Linked DNA regions of Sus scrofa: region 2 is linked to region 1. The links are chromatin contacts, called in public Hi-C maps. All regions are on one chromosome and are shown on one strand. The core of a region is the stretch at or near the end of the contact, and the rest is flanking DNA. Distances in the headings are between cores, read along the strand shown. Region 1 overlaps TIAM2 (T-lymphoma invasion and metastasis-inducing protein 2). Region 2 overlaps SCAF8 (protein SCAF8).

Evidence for each region. A called contact is a pair of places that touch in the nucleus more often than the background predicts.
Region 2: a contact with region 1 is called in a Hi-C map of embryonic fibroblasts, with 2.3 times the contacts expected there. The contact joins two enhancer-like sites. A contact is called at or near these places in 9 of 47 Hi-C or Micro-C datasets (brain, embryonic fibroblasts, fetal liver and 5 more).

What each region holds. Positions count from the first base shown.
Region 1 is chr1:11,724,983-11,732,860 of Sscrofa11.1, reverse strand. It overlaps TIAM2 (T-lymphoma invasion and metastasis-inducing protein 2), which reads left to right. Exons shown (of 28, transcript XM_021071939.1): 10 at 1,438-1,509. Among named protein-coding and RNA genes, the nearest start is that of CLDN20, 110 kb to the right of the region's middle. Within about 2 kb of position 4,545, at least 27 of the 83 cell types and tissues checked have an H3K27ac peak or open chromatin away from gene starts, as enhancers often do. A contact at or near this core is called in embryonic fibroblasts, where this site is marked.
Region 2 is chr1:11,948,204-11,956,081 of Sscrofa11.1, reverse strand. The region is part of intron 20 of SCAF8 (protein SCAF8); the gene reads left to right. Among named protein-coding and RNA genes, the nearest start is that of TIAM2, 54 kb to the right of the region's middle. Within about 2 kb of position 3,576, at least 7 of the 83 cell types and tissues checked have an H3K27ac peak or open chromatin away from gene starts, as enhancers often do. A contact at or near this core is called in embryonic fibroblasts, where this site is marked.

The DNA of each region.
Region 1 (7,878 bases), core at 3,296-5,795:
GCTCAGTGGTTAACAAACCTGACTAGGATCCATGAGGATGCGGGTTCAATCCCTGGCTTCGCTCAGTGGGTTAAGGATCTGGAATTGCTGTGAGCTGTGGTGCAGGTTGCAGACACAGCTCAGATCTGGCATTGCTGTGGCTGTGGTACATAGTCAGACAGCTGCAGCTCCGATTGGACCCCTAGCCTGGGAATCTCCATGTGCCCTGGGTGCGGCCCTAAAAAGCAAAAGCAAAAGAAAAAAAAAATATATGTGGTTCTCCTTGTACTTGTGAAAGTAATCATTTGTTGGTTATAAATGGAAACATTTCTTCACTGTAGGTCATAGTTTACATCATTGACTAATGCCGGGCTTATGGTTTTGAATTGAACTTCTGGGAAATTTAAATATCTGAGGTAAATGCTACATAATCAAGGTATATAGATTCAAGGTAGCCAATTCTGTATAATTAAATGATAATATCTTGATAAGTTACTTATAAGATGTTCACATGCAGCTGATCAGATAGGATATCCTAATATGGTCTTCACCTCATTGTATGTGCTAAGTGTCCGTAATTGAAGATTTCTTGAGAAACAGAAGCATTTGGCTGAACATTTTTGCTTTAAAAAGATACGAACCTAATTGTAGAGTTGATATTTATATAACTGAATGAAGTTTATGTAGTAGGTATCTATAAATGGCCTATTCTTTAATGTTTAGCAATCTACTATAAAATCAAGAAGATGAAAATTGGAAAAAGTAAAGGAAATTATTCCTAGCCGCTCTACCCAAACACAACCACTTTTAATATTTACTTTTATTTCTTCCCAATATTTAGTCTATGCACTTTTAAAAAATAGTTTCAAGCTTGTTTTTGGTGGCATTACCAAATTTGATTTCTACATCTTCAGAAAGATGTACCTCTTGGTAAAAGCAACATCAAGAAGATATGGGATGACTTAAATAATGTATAGCACAGAAAAGTAAAATATATAGCCGTAAGGGGGAAAAGCAACTTTTAAGTTAAATCTTTAAATGTAGTAGACTATTAAATAGTACAAATTGTGATATGAAGATCTTATAAAATGTTGTAGAACTTAATTTTTTTTTTTGTCTTTTTTTTTTTTGTCTTTTCTAGGGCTGCTCCCGTGGCATATGGTGGTTCCCAGGCTAGGGGGCTAATCAGAGCTGCAGCTGCCAGCCTACACTACAGCCACAGCAACGCAAGATCCAAGCCACATCTACAACCTACACCCCAGCTCATGGCAACGCTGGGTCCTTAACCCACTGAGCAAGGCCAGGGATCGAACCCAAAACTTCATGGTTCCTAGTTGGATTTGTTTCCACTGAGCCATGACGGGAACTCCAGAACTTAATTTTTTAATACTCAGGACAGGTAGCTGCCAAATGAAATTACAGAGCCATTTCATTAGTCTTTTTTCCCCCCTTCATCAGATATTTGATTCAAGTGGCAGCCATGGATTTTCTGGAACTCAGCTACCTCAAAACTCCAACAACTTCAGTGAGGTAAATGTTGCCGTAGACGGCAGCCGTCTTATTTTATTTGATGACACACATGCTAAGTCATTATTATTATTATTATTATTATTATTATTATTATTATTTTGCCTTTTTAGGGCCGCACCCACGGCATATGGAGGTTCCCACGCTAGGGGTCGAATGAGAGCTGTAGTCACCGGCCTATACCACAGCCACAGCAACTCAGGATCTGAGCCGCATCTGCAACCTACACCACAGCTCATAGCAACACTGGATCCTTAACCCACTGAGCAAGGCCAAGGATCGAACCCGTGTCCTCCTGGATGCTAGTCGGGTTTATTAACCACTGAGCCATGACGGGAACTCCAACACACATGCTAAGTTAAGTGGAGAATGCCAGTTGAGAATCTTTACATGAATCTGCTGAAAACAGGTTTAGAGGTCAAATGGTCTTGAGTAATTAAAAGGTGTTTTCAGCATGCTGAGTATTTTTGAAGGTGGCTAAAGTCGTGGTCACTCCATCTCAAAAGCGGCGCAGCTAAAGTCACGATAGTAGCTTTCATTTATTTGTCCCCACTTCTCAGCAGCACGTCCCTTCATTTGAGAGATCAATGAGTCCAAGTTTGCATTTTCCTCCCGGGGGCCGGGGGTCCTCACACCCACAGCACATCCCGAGTGAGCAGCCTTTGGCTCACTGAGTGCCCGCAGTCGAGCTGTGTACAGGGGCCCCCTCGCCCCACACGGCTTCTGACCTAACACAGCCTCAGAACCATTTCTGAGTAGGATTCTGGAGAAGGGTGATGGTCTGGGTGAGCTTATGCCTCCTCTTTGTGCCTTTTCCAATCCGCACCTTCCCTCTAAGGCTGTGCTTCATGTTACCATCTATTTCTCTTAACTGCTCCTTCACCAAATCCTTTTACCTTAGGTTTTATGTCCCATAAACCCCTAGCCTGTTTGTTGAGGCCGAAACCCGACTTTAAGGACTTGGACAACTGAATGTGCTTCTGTAGAAGGAGACGGTATTATTTAACAAATTAATTGGGATAATTCAGTGAACTGCCAGTTTAGTTTGAAAAATCTAAGGAATGGTGGAGGGTTAGATCCTGTGACAGGTCCTAGGGAGGCGAGTGATCCTAAAACATGCAACAGAGACACCCACCGATTCTGCCTCCACAGAGGTTGGCCCAACTGTGGGTGCCAAGTGTGGGCCCCAAGCTGCTCGGTTCTGGGGGACAGCTCTAGCTGAGGTGTCCTGAAATGGGGAGAGGACCTTTCCTCAAAATCTTCCCCTCCCCTCCCACTCTCAGAGGTCAGGGGCTGCCAAAGGGCAGGGCATGAGACCAGGTGGCTGTGCCAGGAGGCTATGTCTTAGGCGTTGCTCCTGGCTGGTCTCTGTGCCCTTATTTTGCCAGATTTGACCAAACCAAATGAGACCCCAAGGAAGCCAAATCCAGGCCCTCCTTTGATACCTTCAAAAAGGTAGGCCTCTGGAGTTCCCATTGGGGCACAGCGGAAATGAATCTGACTAGTATTCATAAGGATGAGAGTTTGATCCCTGGCCTGGCTCAGTGGGTTGGGGATCCAGCGTTGCCGTGAGCTGTGGTATAGGTCGAAGACATGGCTTGGATCCTGTGTGACTGTGGCTGTGGTGTAGACTGGCAGCTGCAGCTGCAGCTCTGATTCGACCCCTAGCCTGGGAATGTCCATGTGTGGCCCTATAAAAAGCAAAAAAAAAAAAAAAAAAAAAAAAGGTTGACTTCTCATAATAAATAATTTCCATTCCCTGCCCCTTTATTTCTGTACACACACCAAACTTATTTCAAAATCCAGATCAAATGATGCCGTCCACCAGGGATTTGACCTGCTTAAAAAAAAATGTATTGCCTTTCACTGCTTGGTTCTTACTACCTTCTGCAGTTGGTCATCCCACCAAGTTTGTATGGCATGGTTCCCAGGCAAGCTGGTAACTAGGACCCTTGATTTTATATATATATATCTTTTTTTTTTGGTCCACACCAAAAGTTCCCAGGCCAGGGATGAAACCTGAGCCACCACAGTGACAACATGGGATCCTTTACCTGCTAGGCCACCAGGAAACTCCATGATTATATATTCACATCCGTGGCTCACTGCTAAGGATTATAGTATTGCTTAATAAATTTGCCTATTAATCGTCCAAATTAGAGGTAGCCCTTCAATGGCTGAGAAGAGCTGTTTGGCAAAAAAAAAAGAACCCATAATTCATCAGAGCACTTTCTATTAACAGAACTTAACAGTGGACTTTGAAAATAAGTTTTGCTAAAATAGCCTTTAATGGTCTGAATTAAGCTGAGTGCTTATTTAAATTGAGCTCAAATTACCAAATGATCTTGTGATTTAATCAACAGGTCCCATTGACACTGTGGTGGGTGAGAAGAAAGTATTATGGCATCTGTTGTTGTTTTTTTTTTAAGTATATGTATTTAAACATTTATCCTTGTTTGTTTTAACTAAACATTGCTTCTGGTATAGCAGTGTTGAAGATATTTCTCAGACATATAGGATTATTTTAATGGTATGTTTATCATTTCTGCATTATACACTCAGCTAGGTTTCATTGAGGTACAGATAGAATGAAGAGTACTTGGTTTTTTATATCTCTGGGACTTAAGATTCCCCCAGTAGCTGGTTGAATAATTAATATTTCATTCCACTAGTTTTTCTCTGCTAAGCCTTCTTGGAGAGTATTTATAACTTGCACAAACCATCTATTTGTAAACAGTCAGTATATTCTGTCCATTAGCCTAACACAGAAAGGCAGTCATTCCCGAGTGTGTGGGCAGGCATTTAAAAATATTCCATTCTAATTGGTGCATCATGTAACAGGCCAACAGTGAGTCACCCTAATTCGAAATCTGTTAAGGTTGGAAGAAAGCCAGTCTCCTTTGAGCCTTTTTGAAAGGACACTTTGGCGAGCCAGCAATGAAAGCTTTTCAAGCTTTTCGGAGGGAACGTCTTGATGAGCAATAATGAGTCTCAGTCCGCTTTTGCGGGGACGTGTTTGTTATGGAGATGGTTGTCACAGATCCCCTGCTGAGGCTCTGGAAGGGAGCAGCCCCAGAAGCTTTGTGGCAGAAATCATGGAGCCCTGGGCCTTGGCGCTCTTGCCTGGAAAATTGGATGGGGGTATCCCAACATTCTGGGGCAGCGAGTGAATGAAGTATTGTCACATGAGTCATGAGCTCCAAACTGGGAAAGAATATGCTAATTTTTTTTTTTTTTTAAATGGAAGCTGTGAATGAAGCCGCTTCCTCTTGACGGTAGCGCGGCAGTCTGTTTAAATAGTGCCTTTGGTAGAGAAGCCTGCGACATCCACACAGGCCCGCGCGGAGAGTACATGCATAGGTCTTTGTTTTCCTTTCATATCAACTGATGTTTGGGCATCAGCCCGAGAAGGAAATAAGCTCCTCCTCCTCGGTGACATTTTGCTGTTGCTGAGACAGCCAAGGGCACGCAACTCCTTTTGTGCCTTCTCCTCATCTCACTTGCTAATAGACCTTCCTTTTATCAGCAACTGTGGTGTGGGCCCCTTCGTGACAGCCAGATTGTGATTTTTGCTACTCCCTTCCCTTCAGTGATCCAAGTAGCAATTACAAGCCATTTGATCCCAAAGCATCTGCTGTGAGAACCCGCGGAGGTTCAATTTTCTCTCCTTGAGGCACCCTGAGCAGACGTAATTTGACATGTGCTTTCCAGACCATTAGTGGAGGTGGAAGAAGCGATGCGTCTACCGAAGTTGCCCTACCCACTCGGGAGGCTGAAGGGATTTGTGAGTCTTAACTGGAGTGTCCGCGGTGGCCGAGGCGTGCCTCCGGGATGTGGTCATTTCGTGGATGGTGCCGCACGCTGGGCCATGTGGTCTTGAGCACCAGGAGCCACCTGGCTCCCCGCGGCTGACTCGCACGCAGTTCTTTTCCGTGGCCGTCACTGAATGGCACTGGTCAAGGCTGCTGCAGTGCAGTTTCCCAATCCACTCTGAACTGCAAGAAAGTTCTTGTATCTCGCTGTGACCTTTTTCAGTTTTATGTACCTTTAAGGGCCGTTCCTCACACCAGTCTCCTGACCGCCGCCCCCGCCCCCCCAACCCCGTGAGGCTGACACGTTTTAGCTCCTTGTAAAGGTAGAGAAATCGAAGCCGGGACACATCCGAGAACCAGTCCTGACCCAGACGGTCTGTTAGTTACATCTTTGCTGTCTGCTCCAGGAGCTGGAAACCTTCAGCAGGCTGATCCTGTACTAATTTTTAGAAGATTTCAGGGGAGGGAGGGAGGGAGCAGTTGGAAAGGGTACAAAGGCTGGGAGTCTGATTCTGTTTCGTAAATAAGTTCATTTGTACCTTTTTTTTTTTAGATTCTACGCATAAGTGATATCATATGATATTCACTTCATAAAAGTAGGGGGAAGGACAAATGAGGAGTTTGGGGTTAACACACACTATATACAAATGAGATAATCAACCAGGACCTGCCGTGTAGCCCAGGGAACTCTACTGGATGCTCTATAATAACCTAAATGGGAAGAGAGTCTGAAAAAGAAGGGATATATGTATGTGTATAACTGAATCATTTTGCTGTATACCTGAAACTAACACAACATTGTAAATCAACTGTATGCCAATAAAAAAAAAAAAAAAGAATGAGGCATTTACCAAAAAATAAAAAATAACATAGCACCTTTAAGGGTACGCTGAGAAAAGAGTTTTCCGGATACCTCAACTTGTTGTGCTTATTTTCACAATTCTCTGTTCCTTTTATGAAAAAGAATGTAGGATAGTATCTTATCCGGCTTATTGAAAATAAAGCATGCGATTTCAATGTGGATAGCATCAACCCTTGAGGGGATCAATCCGGTTTTTTCTCCAAGTGGGCTAAGCTGCCAATACCTTAGGAAACCCTGTAAGTACCCAGAGGCCATTCCTTTTTCTAGGTCTAATGAATGGATTAATCAGTTCCACATTCTTGATGCTTTCTTTGAATATTCAGATTTTACTTTAATTGCATACCTTTCTAAAGGGATGTGTGTGTGTCTTATGCACAGAAAAAACAGTGACGTGTGCATTTTCACTGTAGGATCTCTCGAGGGGATCTGAACCTTCCACAGCCTTGGCTTTGGTAGGCATCTTCTTATCCATTGTGGACTTGATCTTAGGCCAATAGTATAGACTCAGGAAATGATTCCTCGGAGCATTTGTAGGCACAAAGCCTTGGTGAATCAAATAGAACTGGGATATTTCATCTGTCCTTCCTTTGTCTCTCCATTTACCCTCATACTTTTCTTTAGCCTGGAACTTCTTCCCTTTCAATAATCCTTTTAACTCCTCTTCTTGAAACTTGAGCGAGGAGTAAGAGCTTGACACAGTGTAAATAGATTCTCCAATAACATACTGAAAATGGACAGTTTGTATCTGCTCAGCCTACATGTGTCTGTGAATTTCTCCTTGAATCCAGTTCAGCAGCCATGGGTGGAGGTGGGTTCTGGGCGTCTGACCCACGCACTGTGTTAAGGCCTGAAAGGGACTGAGAAAGAGAGAGTGAGCCTCTGTTGTCATCGAGCTTTGAACACGGTGTGTGGGGCCCGTGAGAGCAGCCTGAAAATGACTGTCCGGTGGGCTGGGTTTAGCCCAGCGCAGAGCCAGGGTCATGGAGAGTGGCTGAGTCCATTGGGTGGAATTGGGGTTGGAAGCTTGGGGAGCAGGAGATGCTTGACCAGAAGGGTCATTTGAAATAAGGTTGAAAGATAAACACGGTTTCAGCACAGAAACTGTGAGGAGGGTGAAGCAGGGGGAGGAAGTGGATGTGACCAGGGGTCCAGAAGCGGGAGGGGGCTGCTCCTTTGTGGGCAGTGTCAGCTGAGCGTGTGCCCTGGAGTAACAGGAAGGAGCCGAGACGGTTGGCTTGTGCCCATTTCCTGGGAGGTAGCTGCCAGGCTGATCGTTCTGTGGTGCCGTGGGGAGTGTGGGCTCAAGCTGGTTCCCAAGATTCCAGTCCCCACGGTATGAGAGTCACAGCTCAGTGTGGAGCTTGGGCAAGTTTCTAGAATTTTCTCAGCCTCATTATTCTCACCTGTTAAATAGAGGGTTGGGACAGTGCCTCCCTCAGAGGGATGTGACTAGGGACCGGACAGTCTCTGTGATGGACAGTGCGGAGGGGAGCAGGCAGGCAGGGTAGGGCGGTTGTGAATTTGTATCTTTGCCCACCCTTCCCTCAGCTTTCCATCCTCAGTCACGTCTTTCCTGTGCCGCTCTGAGGGTGCAGAACTGCAGTGCTTCGCAGCATCCTTCTGGACCCTTTGACTTCCTCTCTGCCTGGCGCTGGGCTTTCTTACTCCACAGTGACCTCTGCTGGGGTTTTAGTGTGC
Region 2 (7,878 bases), core at 2,327-4,826, 220 kb before region 1:
TTTATGCTCCGCAGAGGAGGCTGAAAACCTTGCTTTTAGTCAACATGGAAAAAAAAAAAAGTTTGGAGTTCCCATTGTGGCACAGCAGAAACAAATCTGACTAGGAACCATGAGGTTAAGGGTTCAATCCCTGGCCTTGCCCAGTGGGTTGAGGATCTGGGGTTGCCATGAGCTGTGGTGTAGGTCGCTAGATGCAGCTTGGATCCTGCATTGCTGTGGCTGTGGTGTAGGCTGCCGGCTACAGCTCCAATTGGACCCCTAGCCTGGGAACCTTCATATGCCATGTGTGTGACCTTAAAAAGAAAAAAGAAAAAAAATTTACGAATTTAGATTTCACTTTTCGAAGTTCCTGCCATGGTGCAGCAGCTTAAGGATCTATCATTGTCACTGCAACATGCGGGTTCGATCCCTGGCTCCGCACTGTGGGTTAAGGATCTGGTTTTGCTGCAGCTGTGGTGTAGGTCGCAGCTATGGCATGGATTTGATCCCTGGCCCAAGGACTCTCATTCGCTGTGGGTGCAGCCAAAAAATTAGAGCTTTCACTTTTCATCTCTTCATCCCCGTCTGTGGAGAAGTGTTTGGGAGGCGGAGGTGAGAGGAGCTGGGGGATGGATGTAAATGGCCCGTGGTCTTAGTCTTGGGCTCAGCCGTGTCAGCAGCAGCCAGGCTGTGTGGCGTTTTCTTTCACATTAGCTCCTAACCCCTTTGATGTAAGAAGTTCCCTCATCTGTAAAGAACCAGCGTGCTGGCATGGGGGAGAATGGCACGGTTTCCAGGGCAGAACATGCATAAAGAAGCATGCCGATTTAGCGTCCGCATTTTTTGCAGAGCCAAAGCAGTCGAGAGGTCACGCAAGCAAAACCTGGGCCCCGTCCTCTTCCATATCTTTCCCGATGGCCTGGGGATGGCAAGGGAGACATAACTGTCAAAGTCACAGGGACGCAGACTCAGCGAGAGCCCTCAGAAGACCTCCATAAAAATCCAAATGACCTCAGTTCGCTTATACATGTTCCCCCAAGACTGGAATGAAATTCCCTTTGGACAGATGTTAGGTGGTTGGTCCAGCTGAAACAAGTCCCCTTTCCCTCATCCCAGGAAGGAAGAGGATGGGTGCGTGGCCAGCTGGAAGGTGTGGAGGGACCCTTTGGGGTCGCTGACCTTGATAGAGACCAGCCCCCGGCACACGTGCTCTCAGGGCTGGAGATGACCAGCGTCAGCGCCCTCCCGGGACAGGATCGCCCAGCTATGCTCTGCCCTCCGCACACCCGGCCAGGGACACACACCCAAGGAAAAGCTCTTGTCCGTGGAGTGCCTTCTACGTGCCGGGCTCCGCACCAAGCCCTTTAGCTACACTTTCTCGCTTTATTCTCACAGCACATCTACCACGCATTCTCTCCGTGTGTGTGATGGAGTTGAGAAAGGTAGGGTAACTTACCTGGTGTCACAGCTAGTGTAAGTGGAGTTCCCGCTGTGGCTCCGTGGGTTAAGAACCTCAATGGGGAGTTCCCGTCGTGGCTCAGTGGTTAATGAATCTGACTAGGAACCATGAGGTTGCGGGTTTGATCCCTGGCCTCGCTCAGTGGGTTAAGGATCCAGCATTGTGGTGAGCTGTGGTGTAGGTGGCAGACGCTGCTCGGATCTGCCATCGCCGTGGCTGTGGTGTAGACTGGTGGCTAGGCTACAGCTCTGATTCAACCCCTAGCCTGGAACCTCCATATGCTGTGGGTGCAGTCCTAGAAAAAAAAAAAAAAAGAACCTGAATAGTATACATGGGGATGTGGGTTTGATCCCTGGCCTCGCTCAGTGGGTTAAGGATCCGGTGTTGCCACAAGCTGCTGTATCATTCACAGATGTGGCTTGACTCTTGTGTAGCTCTGGCTGTGGCATAGGCCAGCAGCTGCAGCTCCAATTCGATTCCTAGCCCAGGAACTTCCATATACAGCAGGTATGGCTCCAAAAAGACCAAAAGGAAACGGGGTGGGGGGAGCTGGAGCAGAGCCCTGTGTCTGCCTACCTGGCTACCTACCTACCCCCAAGCAGGACCAGCCCGACAGAGACTGGGAGAAGTGGGGTTCACCACATGGGGGTGTTCGGACCCTGCTCAGAGCCAGAATAGGCCAGGAGCCTGGCGAAGGGGAGCAGGGCTTCTGTGCCCTGGGGCACGTTCCCAGCCAGGGCTAACCTCCTTCCTCTCTGAGATACAGCGGCCGTATGGTCCAGCCGTCTGGTAAAGAAAAATGAAGAATGTGCGGTCAGGGGAAAAAATGCTCCAACCCATCGAATCACGGGACGTTCTCTCTCATCCTGGGGCCTCCTGTTTTAGGATTGTTGGTAACTCGCCCTGCCTCTTGTGGCTGCCTTGGCTGGGGGAAAGCGAGCCGGGAATTCCAGCCCCAGCTTCGGATGCTGCGTTCTTGAGAGAGGGGCTGGGGGAGGTGGGAACCCGGAACCCAAGGTCTCCAGGGGGACGTCTGATCCTCCTCGGACGGGAAGGCTGTTGGAGGGAGGGGTGCACTAAAACCAAGAGAGCAGCAACGCCGAGAGTTGAGTGAAGTGGATGGGGGGGGGGCACAGCGCTGGGATACAGTCTGAACAGACAGGCCCCTGGGTCCTGCCTGGCCTGACATCAGCCGTTGATGCTGACGCAAAAGCTGTGCACGGCCCGCCTGTTCTAAGACAGAAAGCCACAAAGAAATGGCTAAAATAATTTCAGTTGTAATAAGTGCGGTGATGAAAGCCAGAGTCTGAGGGCAGGAATGGGGGAGGGGGTGGGGGTGGGGTGAAAGGTACTGCCAGGGAGTTCCCGCTGTAGCTCGACGGGTTAAGAACCTGACTTGTATCCATGAGGATGCAGGTTTGATCCCTGGCCTCGCTCAGGGGGTTAAGGATCCCGCATTGCTGTGGCTGTGGTGTAGACTGGCAGCTGCAATTCCCAATTTGACCCCTAGCCTGGGAACTTCCATGCGCTGCAGGTGTGGCCCTAAAAAGCAAAAAAAGAAAAGTACTGGTGAGGAAAAACTCTCAAGAGGTGACATTCCAGCTGGGACTGAAGTAGGGGTGCCGGGCAGCCCCCGGGGAGTGCTAAGTGGGAGAATGTTGTCATCCTGGTGGCATCCCTTCTGCTACCAGGAGGACTAGACGGAAGGGGGCCCAGTGTTGGGGCAGGGAGACCAGCCCTGGGGCGGGGGTTGGACGGGGGAGCTACAGGAGGATGAGCCAATAAGAGATGAGAGAAGGAGAGTATTTTTGGAGAGCGCCTCAGTGGGACTTTCTGGAGAGCCTGGACAGATGTGGGGAAGGGAGGGCTCATAACACAGATTTCTGTCTGCATAGACGGGGTGCCATTGTTCTCAAGGGAACAATTAATTGTCTAGGCAAAGGGACCCTGTGGTGGCCGTTTGGGGTCTTGGAAAGTCGGGGATGAGAGGGACAGGAGCCCCGTGGGCCCCGGGTCAGGGTGATGGAGGGAGTTCCTGTGAGTCAAATGCAGTTTGATAAAGCCGTTAGGGCAGCGCTGGGAGCATCGTGATGACTCAGTAAATGGGAGCTGGTATTTCATTAGGAAATAGCAGCCAGATGCCTTGGAGGAGCAGAGTGGATAGAACAGGAAAGAATAGGAATGAAGCCTGCAGGGCAAGGCTAGGGAGACGCCACCAATGCTGTGTGTTCTTTTAAGGTCGGGAAAGGAACCCAGACAGCAGCGTGAGGAGGGAGTGTTTCCAGCCCTGACAACCTGGGAGGGTCCTGTGTCCTCCAGGCTGAAGGCGTGGGCGAGGCTTCTGCTCTCCGAGCCCTGACTGCAGCAGCATTGTGCCCCGGATGCCCTTGGGCATGTGCCCCTGGGCATTAGCACCTCCCTCCCTTGTGCTTATTCTCCTTCCTCCAGCCCCCGTGGCTTCTGCTGGCTCCTTTCCATCTGATTTCCCTCCCCTCTCCTCAGGGTCCGATCTGGCCCATCCACTCAGTCACGCCTGATGAAAACACATTGACAAAGGAGAACTGGGGGCCAAAGCTTTTCCTGCGATCCCAATTCTTTCCATACCAAGACATACACTCAGTTTTGGAGTTCCCTTGTGCCATAGAGGGTTAAGGACCCAGCATTGTCATTGCAATGGCTCAGGTTGCTGCTGTGGCTTAGGTTCAATGCCTGGCCAAGGAACTTCCACAAAAAAGGAAAAAGAAAACAAAAATATACTCAAATTTAAAAACATTCCTCCTTTTTTTTTTTTCTTTCTGCCTTTTCTAGGGCCACTCCCAAAGCATATGGAGTTTCCCAGACTAGGGGTCTAATCAGAGCTGTAGCCGCCAGCCTATGCCAGAGCCACAGCAACACCAGATCCAAGCTGCATCTGCGACCTACACCAGAGCTCACAGCAATGCCGGATCCTTAACCCACTTAGCAAGGGCAGGGACTGAACCCTCAACCCCATGGTTCCTAGTTGGATTCGTTAACCACTGAGCCATGACGGGAACTCCAAAAAAACATTCCTCCTTTTAAAACTTATAACTAGAGGAGTTCCCATCTTGCCGTGGCAGAAATGAATCCCACTAGGAACCATGAGGTTACGGGTTCGATCCCTGGCATTGCTCAGTGGGTTAAGGATCTGGCATTCCTGTGGCTGTGGGTAGGCCAGCAGCTACAGCTCCAATTTGACCCCTGGGAACCTCCATATGCCAGGAGTGTGGCCCTAAAAAGACAAAAAACCTCATAACTGGGAAGGGGAACTTGATCTGAAGTCTTTAGTCTTCAAACTAAATTTCCAGTGACTTGAAACAGGTGTCTGACCTGAATCAGCTCTGCAGAGTCAGACTTCTTCAGAAAGAACACACGTTAGGAATCAGCACCCATCTTCTTATCAGAAAGTGGGGTAATTATATTTGCCTGGTTCACAGGATGTGAGCTGTAATTATGGAAAGCTAATGCTTTTAAGAAAAGGAACTTGAGATCTCCCAGTAAGTGCTTGTAAACTCAGGCTGCTTTAACACAGACGTGTGTCTGCACACACTCCCTCATCCCTCCCCCCGCCCAGCTCTGCAAGTCTCACTGGCCACCCCAGTGAGAACGGCTCCCAGTGGCTGTGACCTCACAGGAACAAAGGCCAGAGCCACAAGCACTAAGCCATGCGTTCCTGATTCTGAAAGCTGCTTGGGTATCACCTTCCCTTCTAAGTTTTCCATTAAGGAGAAGTTAAGATTTGAAAAGATGGCATGGGGGGCTGCTGGGAAATGTGATGAGTGGCTTCTGTTTCCACTTTGGGGACCTTCCCAGGCTTTTCTGGGTCCTAAGAGGCATGTGGGAAAGTCCACCGCCTGCCCCCGGTCACAGGCATCCTTCGCAGGACAGGCGGCCAAGCCTGCCCCAAGTCCCTGCTCCCCTGACACTCTTGGAGTTCTCTGACTTTAAAGGCTGGGGAGGAGTTCCCCTTGGGGCTCAGCGGGTTAAGAACCTGACTAGTATCCATGAGGATGCGGGTTCAACCCCTGGCCTGGCTCAGTGGGTTAAGGATCCAGGGTTGCCGTGAGCTGTGGCATAGGTCGGCAGCTACAGCTTCGATTTGACCCTAGCCTGGGAACTTCCACATGCTGCAGGTGTAGGCCTAAAAAAGAAAAAAAAAAAAAAAGACAAATAAATAAATAAATAAAGCCTGGGGAGCCAGGTGGGCAGGAGGGTAATGCCTGCTCTGTAGGCAGGGACATCAGGGGAGTCGGAGTTCCCCACGTGGGCAACATCTGGTGCCCCTGGGAGGCTCTAAGCACACCCACTCCCCAAATAAAGGCCTCCATGTTGGAGGCACTTTTTTGGGTTTCTTTTGTTTGTTTTTTGTTTGGCTGAGGCGTGCAGTGGCTTGATGTGGGCTCTCAGTTCCCAGACCAGGGATGGAACCAGACTGCAATGGTACAAGTGCCAAATCCTAACCATTAGACCACCAGGGAACTCCCCGGAGGCACTTTGAAAGGCCAGCATCGTGAACCTGAAATGAGGTATCACAAAACCCTCTCTGGGATGGAGGCATTTTCCTGTGTCTTTAGGGCAGCATATCAAACTTTCCCCCATCCACTTAACGGCAAAGGGGAAAGAGTAAATCCCCTTCCTTCTTCTGGTGGCCAGGCTCCTAGTCGTAGTGGCCACATGCATCGAAACAGCTTGTCTCATCACACAGCTCCTGTGTGATCATGAATCCTGTGCAAACATTACACTTTATTCAGACACGTTGGTTCAAGATTTAATACACGAGTCATGGGTTGTACTGTGTCAAACTACCCAGCTCTGCAATCACACCCTCCCCAACTTTAAATAAAATTGAGGTTCTAGAAGTTCCCTTGTGGCATAGCAGGTTAAGGATGTGACCTTGCCACAGCTGTGATGCAGGCTGCAACCATGGCATCGGTTTGATCCCTGGTGCAGGAACCTCCACATGCTGTGGGTGCAGAAAAAAAAAAAAAATTGAGGTTCTGGTTGAGTGTTGAGTGACTTGAGGCTCTGCATGCCGTGACAACCCCGTTTGCACTTGTTGGGCTGTGGCCCCGAGCAAGTGCCAGGCTGCCTGCAGAATTGTTCCTGCACTGTCTCCGTGGGCCCCCCAGACTCCCTGATTTTGTCTTTAATCCCTCAGTCAGTGTCTATCCCGTCTTCTCATTATCTCCGCTGCCCTGCGTGGAGGATTTCCCAGCACACACCCGTTAATGTGTCGGAAATAGATCGTTATCTTCCTGCCTCGCTTTCCTTCTTCTTTTCCCAAGATGGTTCAAATCTTGCTATTTGCTTATTTGCTGTCTGAATACATGGACAGAGGTGGAGACCAAAACCAGACAAATAAACAAAAATAAGGAGGAGACTGGAGTTCCCATAGTGGCCCAGTGGTTAACGAATCTGACTAGGAACCATGAGGTTGCGGGTTCAATCCCCGGCCTTGCTCAGTGGGTTAAGGATCCAGCATTGCCGTGAGCTGTGGTGTAGGTTGCAGACGCAGCTCACATTCCGAGTTGCTGTGTCTCTGGTGTAGGCCGGTGGCTGCAGCTCCAATGGGACCCCAAGCCTGGGAACCTCCATATGCCGCGGGAGTGGCCCTAGAATAGGCAAAAAGACAAAAAAAAAAAAAAAAAAAAAAAGACAAACAAAATAAAATAAATGAGGAGACTGATGAAGAAGTTCCCAACAATATCCTGTGGATGGTGACATTTGCAAAAGAGAGTAGGCAGCTCTTCTCTTCTGAGGCCAGGCTGGGATTTGGAGGGAGTCAGGGGAACAGCATCAGAAATTCCAAGGAGAGTCTGTCTTCTCCATCTCCAGCAGCCTGTCAGAAAGCTCATCATAGCTTCAGGAGGAGATCCTTGCCGCTAAGTTTGGCTGAAACATGACAACCAGGCAAGTGACTTAACTGACTCATACACACATACACACATACATATTATGATTTTTATTTTTTCTAGTATAGTTGATTTACAGTGTTCTGACAGTTTCTACTCTACAGCAAAGTGACTGTCATACATACATATATATATATTCTTTTTCTCACATTATTCTCCATCGTGTTCCATCATAAATGACTAGATATAGTTCCCTGTGCTACACAGCAGGATCTCATTGCTTATCTACTCCAAATGCAATGGTTTGCATCTATTAACCCCAAGCTCCCGGTCCATCCCACTCCCTCCTCCTCCCCCTTGGCAACCACAAGTCTGTTCTGGTCCATGATTTTCTTTTCTGTGGAAAGTTTCATCTGTGCCATATATTAGATGCCAGATATAAGTGATATCATATGGTATTTGTCTTTCTCTTTCTGACTTACTTCACATTGTATGAGAGTCTCTAGTTCCATTCATGTTACTGCAGATGGCATTATTTTGTTCTTTTTTATGGCTGAGTAGTATTCTACT